Regions from separate parts of the Gossypium hirsutum genome. Here region 1 is linked to region 2. A link is a contact called in public Hi-C data. All regions are on one chromosome and are shown on one strand. Each heading gives the region's core, a stretch centred on a gene start, on an enhancer-like site or on the middle of the called end of the contact. The rest is flanking DNA. Distances are from core to core; before and after follow the strand shown. Region 1 holds the start of LOC107956229 (ethylene-responsive transcription factor ERF036-like). Region 2 holds the start of LOC107954911 (probable LRR receptor-like serine/threonine-protein kinase At5g48740).

Evidence for each region. A called contact is a pair of places that touch in the nucleus more often than the background predicts.
Region 1: a contact with region 2 is called in a Hi-C map of leaf, with 2.6 times the contacts expected there. The contact joins the promoter of LOC107956229 here to the promoter of LOC107954911 in region 2. A contact is called at or near these places in 4 of 34 Hi-C or Micro-C datasets (all in leaf).

The regions. Positions count from the first base shown.
Region 1 is chrD07:31,007,255-31,014,488 of Gossypium_hirsutum_v2.1, forward strand. It overlaps LOC107956229 (ethylene-responsive transcription factor ERF036-like), which reads right to left and starts at 4,744. Exons shown (of 1, transcript XM_016891950.1): 1 at 4,355-4,744. The coding sequence starts at 4,744. The coding sequence ends at 4,355.
Region 2 is chrD07:30,787,973-30,794,662 of Gossypium_hirsutum_v2.1, forward strand. It overlaps LOC107954911 (probable LRR receptor-like serine/threonine-protein kinase At5g48740), which reads left to right and starts at 3,733. Exons shown (of 16, transcript XM_016890601.2): 1 at 3,733-4,241; 2 at 4,462-5,005; 3 at 5,090-5,541; 4 at 5,617-5,734; 5 at 5,815-5,883; 6 at 5,980-6,048; 7 at 6,128-6,196; 8 at 6,300-6,371; 9 at 6,460-6,528; 10 at 6,618-6,690. The coding sequence starts at 4,166. LOC107954912 (60S ribosomal protein L13a-4) reads left to right here. Exons shown (of 4, transcript XM_016890604.2): 4 at 1-4. TRNAS-UGA (transfer RNA serine (anticodon UGA)) reads right to left here and starts at 1,479; the gene lies at 1,398-1,479.

The sequences.
Region 1 (7,234 bases), core at 3,494-5,993, 220 kb after region 2:
AAACCAAAAGAGATAAGCCATTTTTGCATGGCTTTTAGATACATATACACATTGGTTCCAAAATCAATATTTTAACTATACTATACATGCTATATATTTGAGAACGATTTAGCAAAATACCAAAAGAAAATATCGATAGTGTGACGAGCTTAGCTGACGATCCCCGAACACGTAGCGATCACCAAAATCTATACATCAAAACAATTATCCAACACATTGTAAGCTAATTTAGCTTAGTAAGTTATAAGCAAATAAACCCTACTATTTAAACCGATATCTCAAATAATATTCAACCAATTCATATTACTAAATCATCTTACCTTTAGCCTACCATATCATAAGATAATTATTCACTTATTACTATGATTTAACTAAAATCAATATAATTACACGACCATAAACATTTCTTCAAATTTAATCACAAGACCAAATACATTATGCATTTCCTCATCATGTAATATAAAGAATCATATTATATATATATGATTCCAAATATAATCACCACATAGGTTTAATACCTACAAAGCTTAACCTTAAAATACAACCATAATGGTTATTACTCAAGAATTCCAAGTATTTACTCATTTTAATAATCATGATTTCTCAATAAGACAAATACTCAATACTAATAGTTATTTGAAAATATTTAATAAGTTCGTACACTTAGTGCTCAATAATCAAACTCACACACTTAGTGATTTACCATTAAACTCGCACACTTAGTGCTTTACAATTAAACTCGCACACTTAGTGCTTTACAATTAAATTCGCACACTTAATGTCGAAAGTCAACAACTCAATACATCTTATTTCAATAATTTTATCACTACATGCATATATATATATCATTCAATTCAGCATAATTACTCAGATACTAAGCTGATTTTAAAACGATACAATTATATATGTGCTTAATAACTTGCCTCGGATGTCGTCGACTAATAGATCGGCTACTCAACTACTTTCGATTTCCCCCGATCTAAATTCGATTTCTTGGTTTCTTGATCTAAACATATTCAACTAAATCTCATTTAAACATATTTTCATTCAATTTAGTCTAAGAACACATAAATGGGAAAATTACATTTTTACCCCTAATATTTCACATTTTCACAATTTAGTCCTTATTGCACAAAACACAAAATACACAAAATTTGGCCATACTCCCTAAGGGCAGAATCTTCCTAGTACCCATATAAGTCCATACATTTTATTTATTTCACATTTTAGTCCTTCAAAAATTTAATTTTTTGTAATTTAGCCCTAATTACTCAAAATCACCAAAAACTCCAATACAAAACATATTAATCTTTAACATATCTTTCATTTTTCATCAACAACTATCAAAAAGCTCAAGCACTCATCAATGGCAAAACACAAAATCATCATCCATTCACAAAATTAATACATGGGTTTTGAAGTATTTAAAGCAACAATTACAAAAACGTAAAAATTATCAAAAACTAAAATCAAACTAACCTTGAATTGAAATCCCTAAGATGGCCGAATGCTAAAGCTTGAAGAACAAAGTTTCTTTCTCTTGTTTTCGGTGGAAAAAGGTGAAGAAAATGACTTTATTTTTTAATATTTATGATATAGTATACATTATTATTCTTTTACTATTTTAACATTTGTAAAATATAATACATGGCTTTTTAGCCATCTTGCCGTCCACTATATTTTAAATGGGTTTATTGCTCTTTAAGGACTTCAAGTTAAAAAGCCATTACCAAATAGGTACTTTACACTTTAACTATCAACTTTTACATTTTATGAAATTTAGTACTTTTATCAAATTAAACACAAAAACGGCCAAATAAATTTACGAAATTTTCACACAATCAAATTCAAATATCACAGACACAGAAAAAAATATTAAAATATTTTTCGGATTCGAATTTGTGGTCTCGAAACCACTATTCCGATTACGGTTAAAATTGAGCTGTTACACAAACCGAAATCTCCGAGCTATTCGTCGACAACCTTGTCTTTTCCTTTCTTTTTTGAGAAATTCGGGTCGACCTTAGCTAAGGATTAATATAAACACAATAATTCATCAATACATAGGCAATTTCACATTCACTTGCAAATTTGGGTAACTTTACATTTTATTCAATTTAGTGCCTAAAATCGGAACTAAAGTAATTATCAATTAAACTTTAAAATTTCAAGCTGATTTCACTAGAGTCCTTTGAAGACCTATTTCTCATCTATACCACAAATTCTAAAACTTATGCATTTTAGTCTCTATTTTAAAAACTATCAAATAACTTCACAATTTAATCCCTTTTCACTCATAAGCTTAAAATATATCAATTTAATACCTAAAAATTCAAAGATTCAACAATGACATCATTCTAAAACTTTAACAGTTCCGAAAAATAACATATTGGTTAGCTAGACTAAGCTCCCAATATTTTAAAAACATAAAGATTGCAAGAATAGAACTAAATAACACTAACCAATTGAAGGCTTAAACTTTGAAACCCCTTGGCTGAATGCTCCCAATCCCTAGATATGGTGTTTTCGGTTCTAGCATGAGGATGAAGAAGATAAAATAATTTCTCTTTCTTTCCACTATACTAACATATACCTTAAGTTTTAGTTATTAAAATTTTATTTAATAAAAACTTATAATTAAAACATTTCCCGGTAGCCATCACCGTCCACCATCAAAGTTATAGTGGTTTAATCACCACATAAGTCCCTTGACCAAACTCTAATTAAAGATTTAATGTCAATTGAACTTTTACCTTAATTAACCACAAATTTGATAAAGTTATCTATCCAAAATTCAATTCACCTACAATATAACTCCGTAACTATTTAATAAAAATATTAATAGATTCGGTTTATAAAAACAAGATTCCGACATAGCATTTTCTGACACCATTAACTTTCGGATCGTTACAATATGCTTGCCACCATCATTCAATTGCTTCAAATTTTTATTGTTTCAAATGGTTGCTTTTACTTTATTTAAATCGTAGCCTATCACTTACTCTTTGTTGTGTCGTATGCTTCAAGAATTGTTGCACTTTTGTTGCGTATCTCTACTACAATTTCATCGAAACAGTAGCCCTTAATTGTTGTCCAAATAAGCTGTTGGTTGCGTCTATAATTAGTTGATGTTTTGTTACACCACCACTACAAGTTTTTGGCTATTTTGCTCTTAGTTGTTGCACCCTTTTTGATGTCGATTGACCTTGTTAATTTAGGGTGGGTTTGGATGGGCGATTGGGTGCGGTGCGGTACGGTGCGTTTAGCTTACTTTTTGTCTCACGCTACAGTATCGCTACAGTATCTAATCTCACCGCCACCGTTATTTTAACACTAACCGCAAGTAAATGCACCGCCCATCCAAACTCACCCTTATTTGCTTCAATTGTGAACCGTAGTTTGTTTTTAATCGATGTTATAATCACATTCCATGCCTCTTTAAGATTAATTTGGTTGTTTTAAGTTCCGAGGAATTGCTTCCCACTTGATTTGAGATAGACTTTGTTAATAAATTATATATTTATATTTTATTATATAATAATCCCACCCAGGTTTAGGGCTGTGCATAATTCGGTTAACCCGATTTTTTTTCGGTTAATTGATCGAGTTCGGTTAATCGGTCGGTTAACCGAAAAAATTCGGTCGGGAGTCGGTTAATTTTTTTTATTTTTTCGGTTAACGGTTAAATCGGTTCGAAACCGGTTGGTTAATCGAAAAAATTAGGTAAACCGAATTTTGCAGGGTAGGGCCTAAACTAGGTCAAATTAAACCCGGCCCAATTTTTTCTCAAGCTCAACACCGAAATTTTTGGGTAATTTTCGGATAATTTTCGGGTAATTCGGTTAATTCGGTTAATTCGATTAATTCGGTTAATTCGGTTAATTGAGTAATTCGGGTAATTTTTAACCAAAAATAAAAAACACATAATTTTCGGTTAATTCGGTTAACCGATTTTATTAACCGAAAAAATTTCAATTCGGTTAATTTTTTTTTAAATTCGATTCGATTAATAGTTAAAAATTTTAAAATGTCTGTTAATTCGACCAGCGTCTGACCCGGTATAATAGAAATAGAAAGAGACGGACTTCAGACGATTGGGGGATCCTCCTCATGCCTCTACTTAGGGACCTTCTTCCCACTTTTTCTAGGGCTCTTCCGATCTTTCCATTTCTGTTGATAAATTGTATCAACAATTGGTACGGTGAATGTGGATCGAACACGCAGCCTGAAGAGTTCACCGTTATTTGTGATGTTGACGTTCCCGTCATCATCTTCTCCAGCACTGGTAAATTCTTTGGGTTCTTCAACTCTGGTTCAAAAGCAGTAGATGAGAAGCATGCAGAAGAGACATAAATCAACTATTCCTTGTCAGAGCTTGGGTCCATTGAAGAATGGTAGGGTTGTTGTAGGAATTGATATTAAGAGCAGAAGGAATTTCAACTCGGAAGATAGCTTTAGCGACGACGACTTGAATGTCGTGAGGCATTAATGAAACTGGTTGAGGAAGCAAAATTACAAAGTGAGGGAAATTGAGAATCGTGAATTCACCTTTGATGCTTAAAGTTGTTACATCATGAGCGCGTACTGCCATTTCTAGGGTAGCAAAAGTGCCAAGCCAAATGCGGGACTTCTTGCGGGGCTCAAGAATTTCGGACACCCATTTGCCCCAACTCCTCATTCTCATCCCTCTGTAGATCGAGTGTTTGCTGATTGATGATCTTTTGGCTTTGCTGTTATCTCCCATGGATTCACGACCTGTCCAGGCCAGGCCCTTGAAAAATTGAAAAAAAGAAGAAGAAGAAGAAACACACACTGAAAATTGGCTCTAATAATAATAATAATCAATTCAAAATCGGTGTATTTCAATTAAGTTAATTGGGTTAAGGACTGTTTGCTGATTATTTCTCATTTCTGGGTTGAATTTTGTTGGAATGCAATGACCACTGTATTAATTTGTAACATTTAACTAACTATTGCAATTTCCTCTTTAATGGTTAGGGAGTAATTGATTATAATCTGCCATTACATTGGTGAAATATCAAAGACTGATATAGGCTTAAAAAAGTGTTAATTTTTAATAACATTTTTCTTGTTAGTAATTTGTATTCTAATTTTTTGCAAAGCTCCAGCTCTGTAGCTTCTATAGTTTTTTTTTTGTAGATCCATCATATTGGTTTCTTTTAACTATGTAGCCTTTGTACATACATTCTACAGATCTTGTAATGTAGCCTCTGTGGTTATGCTGTAGATCTAAGCTTCAACTTTCTCTATGTCTAATAATAAATAAATGAGATTGAAATAATAAAATAACATTATAATAGTAGTAGCACCTGCATTAATTATACTTCCATTACATGTTCTACTGTCGACTATTACTTTTTTCATTTGCAAACTTGATTTATGGAAACTATAGTGTTACCATTTTTCTAGTCATTTATCTTGGTGAATGGTGACTACTTCTGATGGCTCATCGATGGACTTGAACAAGGGGGAAAAAGTTTTGCCCTTATCTAAAACTCTCGTTTTCCAGAAAAATAAAACTTTGTTTTGTCATTTAGTTGTGTGAGGTTCATTTTATTAAAGTTCTAGGATAAAGAAATCTTTGACACTCAAATTCAATTTCCTTTATGTTGTTTGGGTATAACTCCATGTGTTATGTTTTTGAGTGCACATATGATACGATTAGCTTCCTACAACTATTTATGGCTTGTATAGTTTCTTATTGCTTTGATGAGATATCCATTTTTATCTCCGAATTAGTGTTACTAAGCATGGTACTTTTTGCTTGTTTGTTTGATAGTTTTGGTTAATGGTAAGTTTTTATAAATATAGACATTTTGCCTTTTAGTAGAGGCATTTACATGTGCAGATCTCTGCAGCCTTTTGATATAACATTACTTTTTGAGGATATATTACTTTTGCATATCCTTTACTAGAATGGCATGCAGGATTGGTGATAATTGGTTTGTTTTGTTTAAAAAAGAACTTGTAGTTCATATATGATATTTTTGTATACGAAATTGGTTTTTGTATACGCTAACATTTTGCAGGTAAGATCAAACTAAATCATCTATAGTAGATGTTATTCTCCCTACACTTCTCCCATTTGCTGAAGTTCATGTTATGTACTACTGCATACGGTAGATCCTGGTTGTTTGAACTTTGCAATATATGAACACTTGTTTACTAAGCTATCACTCCTAAACTTCTTCCTTTGTCATCATCTTCTATGCTTTTTCCTATGTGGTATTTCATCACCAGGTACACTGTTCAACCTAATATTTGATTGTCTTTGCATTTCTAAGATATATGAAGTTTTTTAGGTTTCCCTTCATTCCATTAAATGCTAAATAAATGCTGGAAATATACGTATATATTTTATAGTTGTACAATACAAGACATGTAGTCCAATCCAAGATGAAGAGATAGTATCCTTAGTGATTAATTATTAAGCGGAGTGAATCCAAGGGACTAATTTCATCTTATAGAGTCCTCTAGTTAAACAACTATTAATATGGTGAAATAAAGGTATAGCACATCCCTTTGAGGTAGGGACAACATTTGGTACTTGTCATGAAATCCATGCTAGTTTGCATGTTATTCACAAAATTAGATTGAGAACAGGTTCATGGTACGAAATTACAGCATGAATGTTATTTAATTATATATTTGTATGCTTTTGACCTATGTTCCCAGCTGACGATTAAGGCTCGCAGGTTCAATACTGCAGCCTACAAAACAGTTAGCGCGAGCCTACGCTCCCAACTGGTATCTTAAGGCTTGCAGGTTCAATACCACAGCCTCCAAAACAATTAGCGCGAGCCTACGCTCCCAACTGGTATCTTAAGGCTCGCAGGTTCAATACCGTAGCCTCCAAAACAGTTAGTGCAAGCCTACGCTCCTAGCTGATATCCTAAGACTCGCAGGTTTAATACCGCAGCCTCCAAAACAGTTAGCGCGAGCCTACGCTCCCAGCTGATATCCTAAGGCTCGTAGCTTTAATACCGCAGCCTCCAAAATAATTAGCGCGAGCCTACACTCCTAGCTGATATCCTAAGGCTCGTAGGTTCAATACTATAGCCTCCAAAACAGTTAACGTGAGCTTACGCTCCTAGGTGGTATCATAAGGCTCGCAGGTTTAATACCGTAACCTCCAAAACAGTTAGCGCGAGTTTATGCTCCCAGCTAGTATCTTAAGGCTCAGAGGTTCAATATTACAGCCTCCAAAATAGTT
Region 2 (6,690 bases), core at 2,483-4,982:
TATCTCCAATGAGTGCATTAAATTCCTATTATTTAGATTGCTACAAAAAATGTTCTATCTACATGAAAGAGGAGATTAGACAGCGGCCCGAAGTTGAAGTTTGTGATTGTTTCATTAGAAAGACTCAATCTTCTGGGTTCGATTTCCACAAATCCTTGTACTTGGACTAGGTTTGGTTGGACGGTAGCTTATCAACATTGTTGATGTAAATACCCCAGATTTTGTCTGTTCTGAGGAAAAAAAATGCACCTCCTTTGAAGACAAGCTCCGCCCTCCACTTCTCTTCCCAAATCCCTCCACAAATCCCTCGTCTGATGATATGTTTGCTTTGCTTTACAAAAAGAAAAAAATGAGACAGTTGGTCTCTTAATTTTCATTTTCGGCACCTAAAATAAAAAAAATACAAAGTAGGTATTATCGTTAATTAATATTTTTATTTTAGGCATCCAACTTTAATAAGTCTTCATTTCGGTCACTCCCGTTAATTCAATATTGTTGTACACTCATTTTAGTTACCTTAATTTTAATAAGTCTTCATTTTGGTCACTCATTCACATTTTAAAAATTTATTTATTTCTTAAAAATAAAATTCCTGAGATTTTATAGGAAATTTGAGGTATTTAGTTGTGGGGACTGAACTCATGTTTTCCTTGTAACTTAATTCATTGTAAAATCTTTTTTTTTCATGATGAAACCCGGTTTTTCCCTTTTTACTAGAAAGACAATTTAAAAATTAATTCTAAAAAATAACTAAAATTAAAAAGATAAAATGTTTCCATTTTACGCAGATAATTCAATATAAAATATCATGTTTTTCTTTTACCGGAGAAAACTAAAATTAATTCTAAAAAAAATAATTAAAAAGATAAATTAGTTTTTGGATAATTATTCGCTCCAATGGAGTAAAAAACTCCACAAACAAGTTTAAGATGATACCAAGTGTCTTTTTTAATTATTATTTTATTATGGGAAAATATTTGGCACACAACCAATCGAGTTTTTAGACTCCATAATAAGGTCAGGGGATTGACAAGTATTCTATAAAAGTATAGTAAAATATTAAAAAAATAAATATTTTAAAAAAGACATATGATCTTTTACTCCACTAGCAATATATAGGATAATAATTCATAGTTATTTCCATTAAAACTAAAAAAAAATCCTACAAAAACTCAAAAAATCCCAAGTTTTCCTTTTTATTGAAAAATAATTCAAATTAATTATAAAAGAAGAAAAAAATAAGTTAAATTTTAAAAAGGTAAAATGAATGACCAAAATGAAAATTTATTAAAATTGGGCGACTAAAATAAGTATACAATAACATTGAATTAACAATGAGCAACTAAAATGAAAATTTATTAAAGTTGAGTGATTAAAATGAAAATTAAAAAGAAAACCATCAACAGGAGGGTTCGAACCTGCGCGGGCAATGCCCAACAGATTTCAAGTCTGTCTCCTTAACCACTCGGACATATCGACCTTGTTTAATGGATTCATTAAAAATTTAATTAATCATAAGTCTCAACCCTAAAGAGAGGAGTGTAGGTTGATTTACATACATCTTTGGGAGTTGGCCTTCAAGACGAAATAAAAATGGAAACTGGAGAAGATGAAACCTTTACTAATAATAATATAGTATGACCAGATGGAATATGTCAATAACATCTTCTAATATTTGAATTAAATAAAATACAAAAAAATCAATTATATCCGGTATTAAATTCGCATGCAATTAAGCTTTTCTTTTACTTAAGTTGACCTTTAAAATAAATTGATAACCAACGCGTGGTAGCTTTTGGTTTAATCTAATATTTTTTTTGTAAAAAATAATAAGTTATATAAAAAAGTAAAAGTTTTAAAATATAAGAAAAACTATAAAAATAAAATATTAAAATTGATATAAACTTATTAAAATCATAAAAAATTATAAAAATTATAAAATTAATAAAACTTATTTAAGAAACCTAATAGAAAAAAAATTTTAAAAATTAAAATTGATATAAACTTATAAAAATTATAAAAAATCATAAAAACTTGAATTGGACTGGTTAGTTTGAAATCGACAAGGATATTGGCCAAGAAAAGCCATTAGATTGGTTGACTTAGGAACTGGGCGGTTGAACCAATTTTTCAGTTTTTAATAGTTTTATCAAACCAAAATTTTATTATCCAACTATTAACATATGTCAAAATGAAATATTCTAATCAAGATTTTCAGAATCGGACAGGTGGTCGAATCAGTCAGACCATCGATTTGTCTATTCGACTGATCAGTCCAGTTCAATTAAATAAAACATTAAAAATAAAAAAATTGGTTCAATCGTCCGATTCTAGAGGTGCTCATGGGCCGGGCGGCCCGGCTCGACGGCCCGCCCGAAATATGGGAGGGTTTGGGTAAAGATATAGGCTCGAAATATGGGCTTGAGCAAAAAAAACGAGGCCTGTTTAGAAAACGGGCCGGGCCTCGGGCACCACTTTTTTGGCCCGGGCCCAGCCCGGCCCAATATAATAAATATATTTATTTTTTAAATTTTTTGAATTTTAAAATATTTTTAAAATATTTTTAATTATTTTTTTAATTTTAAAATATTTTTAAAATACTTTTTAAATTTTTTTTAATTTTAAAATATTTTTAAAATATTTTTTTAAAATTTTAAAATAAATTTTTGGTATTTATTAAAAAAATGGGCCGGGCCGGGCCCGAGCTTATAATTTTTTTCTCGGGCCGGGCCTGGGCAAAATTTTAGACCCATATTCGGGTCGGGCTGGGCCCTGGCCTAGGACCCGGGCTGAATTTTTTTATGGGCCTGGCCTGAACCCGGCCCGGCCCATGAGCACCTCTATCCGATTCTCAAGTCAACTAATCTAATGGCTTTATCCTAACCGATACCCTTGTCGATTTCGGTCTAATCATTCCAACCGGCTGATCTAGTCTAGTTCAAAATTTTATGATTTTTTTTTATAAATTTTTTAAGTTTATATAAATTTTAATACTTTTTTTTATGGTTTTTATAGAATTTTAATAAGCTTTTATAATGTTTTAAATATGTTTTTATTAATTTTATGATTTTTTTATAATTTATTAACATTTATTATATTTTTATATCAATTTTCATATTTTTCATATTTAATATTTTTATGATTTTTATATTTTTTTATGAAAAAATATTAAATTAAATTAGAAGTTGTCACCTGGCACTATTTTTTTTATGATTTTATTTTATTTTGTATTTTTAAGAATTTTGTAAGATGTAAGCCTTTGAAAGAAAGAAAGAAAGAAAGAATTACAAGGAGATGAATGTGGTTTCAAACCAAAAAGGGAAAGTAAAAGGCATTTTCCTCTACATGGCTTAAGTTAAAAGTAAATTAAAACTTCAAACATTTCATCATAGCTGCTTCAAATCTAATCTTTTTATCAATCACACAGTATACTCAAAATTAAAAAAAGAAAAGAAAAGAGTTTCTAAATGCATGGCATTGGTGCATTTTGTTTTAGGTTCCCCCAAACCAATATTTGAGTTTTTGGGTTATGAAAGTAAAAAAGCAGGTTGGTTTTCTTTAAGAAGAAGATACATTTGTGGGAGTGGGAAATTAATTTGCAAGCAAAGGTGATAATTGCACTCACGCGGGTCCGCTAACCATCCTTTGCATTACCTTTCCACCTATTTCAATTTAATTCCACATTCACCACCCAATATGTATGGGGCATCTTCTGTAACTCTCTTCAAACCATGCAATGCAATGCCCAAAACGAAATTATACGAAAAGCCAACAAGATATAACATGATTCATGGTTTCCACTTCCAGTTGAAATTTTAACGACTTTGGTCCACAAGGAAAAGAGAGAGAGAGAGGAAGCAGCTGCCATTTTTTTCCCTTGCTCTTTCTGCTGCTTTGCTTTCAACTACTGCTACAGTCAGTGGCGTTGGAGTGCCTATATATTATATACCATACCAAGAAATCAACCATAATAATGAATGCCAGTGTTGCCACCTCCTTTATCATTATCACCTGTCTCCTTAATCCCCTCCACTACTTGCATGCCTTAACTTTCTTTCTGAGACAAAATTCAATCATTACCCTTTAATCCCATTCCATTAACCTTACATTAAGGGTTTAAGGGACTCTAAGAAATTTCCTTCATTTTAGGACGCTAGTGGATTCTATGGCCCTGAAGCTCTTCTGGGTCAGCTTCACGTTGTTCTTCGGCTTTTTGGTTGTTGCTTTCTGTGATCAAGATGGTATGCATAATTTGTTTCGATTTTTGGATTCTTTCTCTAATTACAATGGCCTGTTTTTGCTACATTTGCTTTAGTTCTTAATTTATAATATCATTTTCTTGTTGCTTGTAAAGCTCTGATCTTCATATCACTATGGAACAGCATGATCTAACAAAATGTCAGAAACAGAATGCTGAAGCTTTGAATTTGTTGGATTTACATTTGATTTTCTGCGAGACAGGTTTCTTGAGCTTATCTTGTGGTGGAGCAAAGAGTTATGTAGATTCATCTAAGATAAAATGGGTGTCAGATGATACATTCATAACCACAGGCAACACAACTACCGTTGAGTATGCTGAAGGTACCTCCTCTTCGTCCAGCATTGCACTTCGATTTTTCCCAGAATCTCGAGGCCGCAATTGCTATAAGTTACCGGTAGAGAATATGTCCTCCATTGTTCTTGTGAGGGCTCAATTTGTGTATAAGAACTACGATGGACTTGAGAAACCTCCAGCTTTCTCGGTGTCTCTTGGCAGAGCTGTAGTTAGCACAGTGAACCTAACCCACAAAGATCCATGGATCGACGAGTTCTTATGGCCAGTGAGTAAGGATACACTCTCATTTTGCTTGCAAGCTATTCCAGATGGTGGAGCTCCTGTCATTTCATCACTCGAAGTTCGACCACTTCCTCGAGCCGCTTACCAAAGTGGCATGGAAGATATTCCCAACAAGTCACTTCGTAAAAGTTATCGAATCAATAGTGGTTACACCAACGGATCCTTGAGGTAAAAGCATTTCATTATTCCTTATCCATATAAGGCTTCTGTTTTGTATATCAGGATATCTGTGATTTAACTTGAATTAAACAGGTACCCTGTAGACCCATTTGACCGCATTTGGGATGCTGATCAAAGTTATACACCCTTCCATTCCTCGCCTGGATTCAACATTCCTCTTAGCTTCAATTTGTCAAGTCTAAAAGAGAGCCCTCCTTTGGATGTGTTGCAGACTGCTCGAGTTCTCGCACGGCAGGATGTGTTACATTATAACTTACCCCTAGATAAGTTGGGGGACTACTACATTGTACTCTACTTTGCCAGCATCCTTCCCGTGTCTGCTTCTTTCGATATATTAATCAACGGGGACGTTGAGCTATCAGAATTCACTATAAGAACCTCAGAAGCCAGTACTCTATATTTTAAGCAGAAGGGAATCATAAATCTGGATATTGCACTTAGGAGCATCATATTCTACCCTCAAATTAATGCGCTTGAGGTTTACGAAATTGTCGATATCCCACCTGAGACTTCCTCAACTACAGGTAACATTTTCTTTTGTAAATCTGATGGGTTTTTTCCGCTGTCTAGTGCTGATTCCATTCTTCCTGAACTTACAGTTTCAGCACTTCAAGTTATTGAGCAGGCTACTGGTTTTGATCTCGGGTGGCAAGATGACCCATGCTTCCCAACCCCATGGGATCATATTGAATGTAAAGGAAGTACAGTAACATCATTGTATGTACCTATTAAACTGGTACTGTGTAATTTTCTTAGTCTTACCATAGAGAACTACTCATACCGGGTTATCGTCTTAGGGACCTTTCGGACATCAACTTGAGGTCAATTAGTCCAACGTTTGGTGACTTGTTGGATCTTAAAATACTGTAATGCCTTTTGCTGTGCAACATGTTTTTTTTACTATTAATAACGCTGGTATCCTCAAAATAAACACTTGCTAAATGTTGTGATTTGGTTTTCAGGAATTTGCATAACACATCGCTTTCAGGAGCAACACAAAATCTGGGCAGCCTGCAGCACCTTGAGAAACTGTAATGTCCGTCAAAAAGTATTCACTTGTTACCGTATCTTCTAGCAGGACTAATAATATAATCTTGACTAAATTCTCAGGAATCTGAGTTTCAATCAGCTTACATCCTTTGGTTCTGATATGAACGGCTTGGTTAACCTTCGAGTTCTGTAAGCTGTTTTCCTATGTTGTTATTTCTTTATATGATAAATGATAATTGAACTAATGCTGCATTATTGTTATTGTTATTGTTATTATTTTTCTACACGTAAGGGACTTGCATAATAACAGTTTACAAGGAATTGTTCCAGAAAGCTTGGGAGAGTTAAAGAATCTACATCTACTGTAAGTGATTTTGATAAATATGCAGTTTGTTTGTCGTAGCGCAGCCTTCTGTTTCACCTGATGAAAAACTGTGTTCTCTGTTCTCCAGGAATCTGGAGAACAACAAACTTCAAGGTACCCTTCCCCTATCTTTGAATCGAGAAAGTTTGGAAGTTAGGTATGGCACTCATATAATATTCTCCTTTTATTCTCTAGGCTCTAGCTATTTATTCATGTATCGTTCGTGATAGATAAACTTCCATACAGAACATCAGGAAACTTGTGTCTTTCCTTCTCGACAATGACATGCAATGATGTCTCGTCAAATCCTTCAATCGAG